Linked DNA regions of Mus musculus: region 2 is linked to region 1. The links are chromatin contacts, called in public capture Hi-C maps. All regions are on one chromosome and are shown on one strand. The core of a region is the stretch at or near the end of the contact, and the rest is flanking DNA. Distances in the headings are between cores, read along the strand shown. Region 1 holds the start of Adgra1 (adhesion G protein-coupled receptor A1). Region 2 holds the start of Adam8 (a disintegrin and metallopeptidase domain 8).

Region 1 (3,950 bases), core at 573-3,072:
TTCTTAGAGACCAATAGGCAGCAACCACAATACAAGCTTTAGCCTTCAGGAAGGGCCCCGCCACGTCTTGGACACTGTTCCAACCCGCTGACCACACTGCTCTTACCCTTTTCTAGTGTGAGAGAAACACCCTCCCCCCTCCTGTTGTAGCCTTAGCTGCCAAAGCCGGCTGACTTTCTGAGGAGCAGGGACAGTAGGAAGGGCTTGGTGACCTGACTGAGGCCCCCTTGAGTGGGAGGGAACCCAGTCTAGGACTAGACAAGGTTTCCCAGGGCATGGATGGATGCCACTCTGTTGATTAAATGCTTCGACATTGCCGCGTGCCTTCAGCTAATTAGTATGAACAGCACCAAGTGAGCCAGTGAGCAGACAGACCCTGGCAGGCAGCCAGAGACTCAATGTAGCCAGACCCCACTGCCCCCATAGAGTTATCCCACCCCAGGACTGACACAGGCTGGACAGCTGCTAAGTGCCTAACCACCCCATAACTTACTTTCCTGCCCAGGCCTCCTCCACCTAACAGAGATGGTAGCCCCTGATCTGATGTGAACGGCAGGGTTTTGGTCAAAGCTTTAGGCCCCTTGGGCTGTGTACTCACCATGAGCCCTGCAGAGTTAGGGAGGCAAGCGCACTGATGGGGTTGCTGGCACCGACCACTATGTTGCACCCTTCTCCCCTCTAGCCTCCATGGCCATCTGGAAGGTCAAGTCCCACACAGTCACGGTCGAGCTCCTGGGAAGGCTACCTCAGAGTGACTGTGTCAAGATGAATGGGGATCTGCAGGCTGACCCACCTGCAAAGACAATGCATGGTCAGAGTGCAAGGGAGCCTGATACTGGTCAATACCCAGGTATACTCAGGGGGCACTCAGTCCCTTCCCAAGTTTGCCCCTTTCTGGCTCCTATGAACCTGGCCAGCCTGTTGGAGTCCTTAGCTCAGGCTTCATCTGAGGCACCCAGAGAGGTGGTAACAACCTGGGCTTTGGGACTTGGGAGGAAACCTGGCTCCTGGCAGCCGGAAAGCATCCCTTAAGTAGTCTCTGCTCGCCATCCCAACATAAGACCGTAACTTGGTTATTTCGGGCTGCACAAGCCAGACCAGCATTATCAATTGAAATCAAGAGAGTCAAATAAACCTGAGTAAATCTCTCAGTGCCCAGGAAGACCTGGCAGGCAGAAGCTGCTGCTGCCGCCTGATGTAGCTAGATCTTGAGGGCTGGCGTCTCCCGCATGGACATTCTTGCTTGGCTGGAACTATGTGGTCTTGCTAAGGCTCCAAGCTCTAGACTTACCCAAAGTTATTCAGAATCCACCTTCCCAACAGCAAGAGTGGCCGAATCTCTCACAGCGTTTCTGCTCCAGAAATGGCCCTCATGAGTGGACACTGTGGCCGGCCAGTAGCTTGGGCACAAGCCCTACCCCTCCCCTTCCCTTCTCAGACATCAGGAGAAAGCCACCCAACTTCTCACCTATTTTGGTAAAGGCAGCCGAAGAGGCACAGGTCTCCTGCTTCTCACAGGCGAGATGTGGCATGTCCCTCGTGCTAGGGAACAGCTTTCTATGACGAAAGGCATGAGATTGGAGCTTATAAGTGGAGTTATCAACAGATTGCAGGGCTGCAGCCTGGCGACTGGCTGTGGCCAGAGCACTGCGCTGGGGACGGAGCTCTGCACCCGGAGGGAGTGAGTCAGAGCCGAGAAGAGCAGGCATCCAATGCGCTCTCTGCAGGCAGTTTCCAGCTCTGGGTTGGGGGACGCCAGCCGCCTGCGCGCCGGATTTCTGCAGCAACAGCCAGGGGAATGAAGGACCGGCCGGGAAGCAGGAGCTGTAACCATGGGGACTGGGGGAGGCGCGGACCGCGGCAGCGCCGTGCCCTGGCTCCCTGCGGCAGAGCGGGAATGGTTCTTCCCAGCCCGGCGGCCGGCTGCCCGTCACACTGCAGAGTCGATTTAAAGAGACAACCGACCAGGGTTTGCTGCTTGCTTCCAACCGATTCAGACAACTCACATTAAAGCATTTTCCCCAAAAGGAGGACAGGATGATGTTATTTCATTTTAAAAAGAGATCCCTGTCTCTCGAGGGCTGCAGGAACAGGAAGGTGAAAACGGAAATTGATTTTGGAAGAATCTTCACAATCCATGTATTAAAATACTGTTCAAATCCAAATTTTCCGAAACTGAGGTGAAGACTGTGTGAGCATGAGTCAGCAGGGCTGCTCCTGTCTGTGGACATGGCCTGGCGGGGCAGAAAGTGTCTTCCCTAACCCCAGTGTTGAACCCTTCTCCAAGCCTGGGCCAAAGGACTGAGTGTTGAGAAGGAAAGTGTACAGAGGCGTGAGTCAGAGTCCAGCTCATCTGCTGTGGGATGGCTTGGCCCAGACTGGTTGCCTGAGGGGAGAGTTGGATCAGGTCAAGCTTTTTCACAAAGTTTATCCCCTTGGCAGATGTTGGCATGACATTGTGATTAGGAGACACCTGTTTGGGGACCATTCCCTTCCCTCTCCACCTGGCTCCTTTTCTTGTAGCACCTCCATCCCACCTAGCAACTTTGCTCTTCAGGTGCTGTTAAAGCTAGTGTCTACTCTAGGAGGCCCCTAGGTTCTTGCTACTCTGGAGTTTAAAGGATTGGAAGCTAGAGTTCCTGGGGCAGGGGAGGTAGTTAAAGGATCATAAAGATAGAATTAGACCCAGGGACATTGTGATTTTTGTTTTAGAAATCCTGTGGTGTGTAACCTCTGGGTGGGGTGTGGTCAACTCTCCTGTCCCAGTCCTCAGTGGGAACACTGAGCCCCGAACTTCAGATAAGGGACTTGACCCTGAGGAATTCTGTCTGCTCAGCACCCTATGAGTGATGGAGGCCTCCATGTGTTCTGAACTCTCAGAGTCTCTTCTCCAGGAACTGGAGGCCAGCCAAAGTCCCTGATGGATCCTGGATGATAGTCTTAGTCGGGTGGATAGGGAACGGGGCAGAAAGGAGAGCAGGAAGTATGTAGGGGGAGGTGGCTCTGAATCAGAGTAGGCTCTGACACTGGTCTTCTGCTCAGGGCTCCAGGTCTGTCACAGGTGGTCCAGGCCCTCAGGAGAGGCAGAAGAGGCCTGGCTACTGGCCCCTGGACTCTATGTACTGCGTGAGTGATGATTCTCAGCTTCTTCCTGGAGTGGCCAGAAGGAGTCTATCTCCTTGTATTGTGTAGCTGAAGTTTCCAAAAACAGAGCCCAAGGCCTGGCTTTATAAATACTCGGGCACTAAACCATTCATAATGGTCACATATGCCTCTCTACATTTGTGCCAGGGCCTAGGTTGGAGCTGCCCATGGAGGGCATCACTTCAGGCTTAGTCTCTGGGGTACCACTGGAGACAGGTGCCGTGATGACCTGCATGGTGAGCCATGTTTTATATCAGTGGTCCTCAGCCGTTCTAATGCTTCAACCCTTTAATACAGTTCCTCATGTTGTGGTGAACCCCAACCATAAAGTTATTTTTGTTGCTACTTTATAACTGTAGTTTTGCTACTGTTATGAATCACAGTATAAATATCTGTGTTTTCCTATGGTCTTAGGTGATCCCCATGAAAGAGTTGTTCAACCCCAAGGTTGAAAAGTTCCTAGTTGAGAACCCCTGTTCTATATCAACACAGAATCTTCGATGGTATGGGGAAACGGAGGCATGATATAGTCAGATGTACTTCTGGTTACCACCCAGCCTTTGCTGTTGCTCTGGGAGACCCCCTGTCCTATTTGCTAGACAGGCCACACTTGCTTCTTACTAGAAGCATAGCTGCCTGTGGATTGCCTTTTCTACATAAGAAAACCTGATATTTGTGGCTCAAGGCTCAGATCTCATATCTCTCAACACTGGGAGTAATGTAAATGACCCTGCAGTTAGGAACCTGCCCCTACACAAGGTTCCAAGAGGCCCAAGCTTTTTCTAGTCTGCTCCTCTGGGCATCTC
Region 2 (3,950 bases), core at 756-3,255, 160 kb before region 1:
CACGTGTCCTTTACAGAATCCAGTTTTAAACACCTGCCCTAGGAGGGTCTGGGGAGTGAGGAAGTGTTTGGAGGAATGACAAGTAGAGGCAGCCCTTGGCTATTGGCTCTATGTAGATGTATATGGTGGGTGCCTGGTCAGGACTGGCTCGCTAAGTAGAGCCCCCAGCCCCTTTCCTGGGGTGCTTGGTTCTTCAACCACACAGTTTCTTCTGGTCTGCAGCATGTCCAGGCTTGCCTTAGTAAACATCTATCTGACAACCCAGCATTGTTAGAATGAATGCTACACCGAGCAGAGGAGCTTACCTGCCTGTCTCCAGGAGCCCAGAAAGCCATGTCCCTGGACGATGACCTGCAGCTCCCAGGTTTGTGTGGGGTGCAGCTCCAAACCCTCAAAAATACCTGCTGGGTGAAGTTAGGAGTAAGTTGAGTCTGTCTTTCCTGATGGAGTGTGTACCCATCATTTCCAATGTATTTCTGCCAGTGTGAGACAAAATTCGCCCTACTTGGTCCCAATTTTTGATTATACACTGTTCCTCCATCTTCACTATGGGCAGTTGGACTTACAAGACAATGGTTGCTACTGGCAACAGGTTTTGATTTTGCCTTTGATTTGACTAAGAACACATTTCCTTGAACTTTCGCTGTCACCTAACTTGCAGTGTAAGAGTATTTAAGATCCTGTGTATGTGGAAGTCAGCCTTACCCGAGAGCTCTGGCTGCTGCCTACCTATTACAGCCTCGCAGTGAACACTGTGCTGATGCCTCAGGCAGCGGGTTGCTGCTGAGATTCCTAAGCCATTGCTACATTTCTGACCTTATCCACAAGGGTAGAAGAGTGACAGTAGCATGTGTGCCCCAGCTTAAATTCTTAGGTACGATCTAAGACTCCAACCCAACCCTGTAGTTTCCCATTATGGTCGAGCTGTCAGGCTCTGTTGGTAGTTTGGGTGTCTCCCTTTCCTCTTGGGTTACTTATCCCTTGTGGGGTAGAACTGTAAAGTCTGTGAGGTCTGACCACAGCTGTGCCCACAAGGATGTATAGCGAACAGTGCCACAAATAATAAACAGGCGTGACTACATTCCCAAGTGCCCTGGGTTCCCACAGTAACAGACCCACCTGGAGAAGCTGGAAGCCAGGCCATGGTAGGGGTGCTGAGAGCTCTGGCTCTGAGTCAGCTCTACCCTGAGGACATGAAAGACAGAATCCAGGAAAGGAGCCTGGTGCCTCGGGACCCCCTAACAGGTTAGGTAGGACCTCAAAGGATCAGTCAGGGGGCTGGCGAGATGGCTCAGTGGTTAAGCACGCCGACTGCTCTTCCGAAGGTCCCAAGTTCAAATCCCAGCAACCACATGGTGGCTCACAACCATCTGTAATGAGATCTGATGCTGTCTTCTGGAGTGTCTGAAGACAGCAACAGTGTACTTACATATAATAAATAAATAAATCTTAAAAAAAAAAAAAAGGATCAGTCAGGTTCCTCCCTGCATATGCCTCTCCAGTGAGGCCTCAGAAGCCTCGTGGAGCCGGGCAGGAGCTTTGGGAATGTCAGCTCCCACAAGTTGGTCCTGGGCCCACACTGCCTTTCTTGCCCCTGTCTGCATCTTTCAAGTGCCCAGAAAGTCAAAGGGTCCCCTTCTGAAATTTCAGGCTCATAAGTCACTTCCCCTCCAAAAGTCATCTTCCTCCAGCTAGACTCCACCCAGTTAGCACTCCCAAAGCTCTGCCATGGGAGGCAATCCCACAATCTCCCCACCAGGACTGGGAGCTTGTAGAACTGCAGAGTTGCTCAAATTGGTCTGTTTACCATCTCCATCTCCCATGAATTTTGTCCAAAATCATGGGAGATCAATAGGAGCTACCTAGAAGTTACTTCGGAGGGGCCTCTGTAACTCCAGACTGCCCTGGAGGCTGGTTGCTGCCAACTGGGTGTTGGTATAGAGGTGTGTACTTCTTGCCCCGCCTTGCTCCGCCCCGCGGTCCAGTGATTGGCCAGTTCCGATCAGTGGGAAGGGCACTCAGAAAGAAGTACCAGGCCAGTGATGAAGAGAGTACTTTGTGGAACCTCTAGGGTTAGTGTGCTCCAGATCCCATCATGCTTGGCCTCTGGCTGCTCAGCGTCTTATGGACACCAGGTGAGTGATGACTACTTGATTTCAAGGAGCCTATTCATTGCTTGGTGGTGTGCCTAGTGGCCATGTACCATGATCAGCTCACCTTGCCTCCCTGGAGTTGGTCTGGTCCCTGGGTATGGAGAAAGTAGGTAGGAACAGAAAAAGTCAGAATTGAGATTTTTTTTTTTTTTCAAAAGTGAAATGTGAGAGAAATTGTTTCCTGGGATTTTTCTTTTTTCATTGAGCTAGTTACAGGAACAGTAGTGACATCACTAGGCGTGGCACTTACAGGACAGCTTCCCTTGCTGCTGTAGGAGTCCCAGGCAGCAAGGTTCACCTTTGGGATCCTGGGGGATGCATAACTCTAGCTAGGCGGGGACAGAAGCTAGAGGCACGATGGTCCCAGTTCTCTAGCAGCATGGGATCCTGCCTCCCACTGGGAGGCTTGGTTTTCCTGTCCTGGGAGGACCCTGGCTGGAGTGGTCTCTTCTCTTACCTCTCAACCCTGGGGTTAAGTGGCTGTGCCCCTTGCCTATGCAAGAGATCAGCAGGTGGTCTCTAAAACTGGACCTGCCTACAGATAGGTGCTCTCTAAACCAGTCCCCCATCAGTTGTTGAGCAGGAAGTTTTCCGGTGGGAGAGAAAAGCCTGAGGGAGGGTGTGTGTTCATCAGTTAGCTACGATCATGTAGCTAAGGTCAACTCTAGATGTCTGGCAGGCAGACCATAGGGCCTACATGTGTTCTGCCTGTGTAGGTTCAAACAGGCACTGGGGAAGGGTGGGGTGAGTGGATGAGGTTCTTCTGGGGGCACTGTGCCCAGGTGTGCTGGGCTCAGACAGCTTGACTCTGGTGTGATGGAGCTGGTGGTTTAGGCACAAAGCTCTTATCTGGGCCATGGGGTCAGATCCCATTGCTGGCACTGAGCCTTGTGGTGAATACCCAGATAAAAGAGCTAACTCTGGCTAGACACTGCTGGACCTCTGACCCCCCTTTCTCCTGAAGCAGTAGCCCCTGGACCTCCTTTGCCCCATGTGAAACAGTATGAAGTGGTTTGGCCTCGGCGCCTAGCTGCATCCCGCTCCCGCAGAGCCCTGCCCTCCCACTGGGTAAGTCTACCCATTAGCCTGGCCACACAACCTGTGTCTTTAAAAGGACCGGCAGTCTCTGGAGGCTGCCCTGCGCAGCTCCAGAACTTCAACCTGTCTGTGCTTCTGGGCATGGCGATGGTCCTCCTGTGTTTACCACTTCCTCCTGCCTTCTGCTGCCCCGCCCCCAGAAAACAGGGTCCTAGGGCCCCCAAGGTAGCACTAGAGCCCACTCACTTCCTTGCTCCTTTTGAGACCATTGGCCCAGCCTGGAGAGGCCTCTCACCCAGGAAAGGTACAGCAGTTTGTGCTGCCCTGGGCCACTCCCCAGTTTCAGTTGGCAGTGGTTTGTTAGATTAGCCAGCAGCTGCTCACCCTAAAGCTATGTGTATGCATCAAGAACCTCTCAGCTTGGGATTTCCTGGAACTGGGAACTGAGAACAGCCTCTAGACCTCCAGGAAGATTCCTGGCCCTGTCCTTGTTTGGATCTTCAGGAAACATCTCTGCCTGGGCTTTCCTCTTTCCTGGTGTATGCTGTCCCTAAGGCGAGCTGGTTGTACACATGGTGTAGGAGTAAAAGGTCACAGAGTATGGAGCACACACCTGCTCTGAATCTCTGGCTGGACACCTTAGCCAGCTGAGGAATTGTGGTGCTGAGGAGTCTGTGTACCTTGCCTACTCCCATGTTGCCCAGATTTAGTGGCTGCCACTCCTATCCTGTTTACTCTTATCATCCTCACCATCACCTT

What was found. Capture Hi-C pulls out chosen DNA fragments and counts their contacts.
Region 2: a capture Hi-C map of embryonic stem cells shows a contact between it and region 1, with 2.2 times the contacts expected there. The contact joins the promoter of Adam8 here to the promoter of Adgra1 in region 1. A contact is called at or near these places in 1 of 39 promoter capture datasets (embryonic stem cells) and 1 of 9 other capture datasets (embryonic stem cells).

The regions. Positions count from the first base shown.
Region 1 is chr7:139,832,046-139,835,995 of GRCm38.p6, reverse strand. It overlaps Adgra1 (adhesion G protein-coupled receptor A1), which reads right to left and starts at 1,822. Exons shown (of 8, transcript NM_177469.3): 1 at 1,469-1,822; 2 at 599-793.
Region 2 is chr7:139,990,617-139,994,566 of GRCm38.p6, reverse strand. It overlaps Adam8 (a disintegrin and metallopeptidase domain 8), which reads left to right and starts at 2,005. Exons shown (of 24, transcript NM_001291066.2): 1 at 2,005-2,135; 2 at 3,121-3,221. The coding sequence starts at 2,096.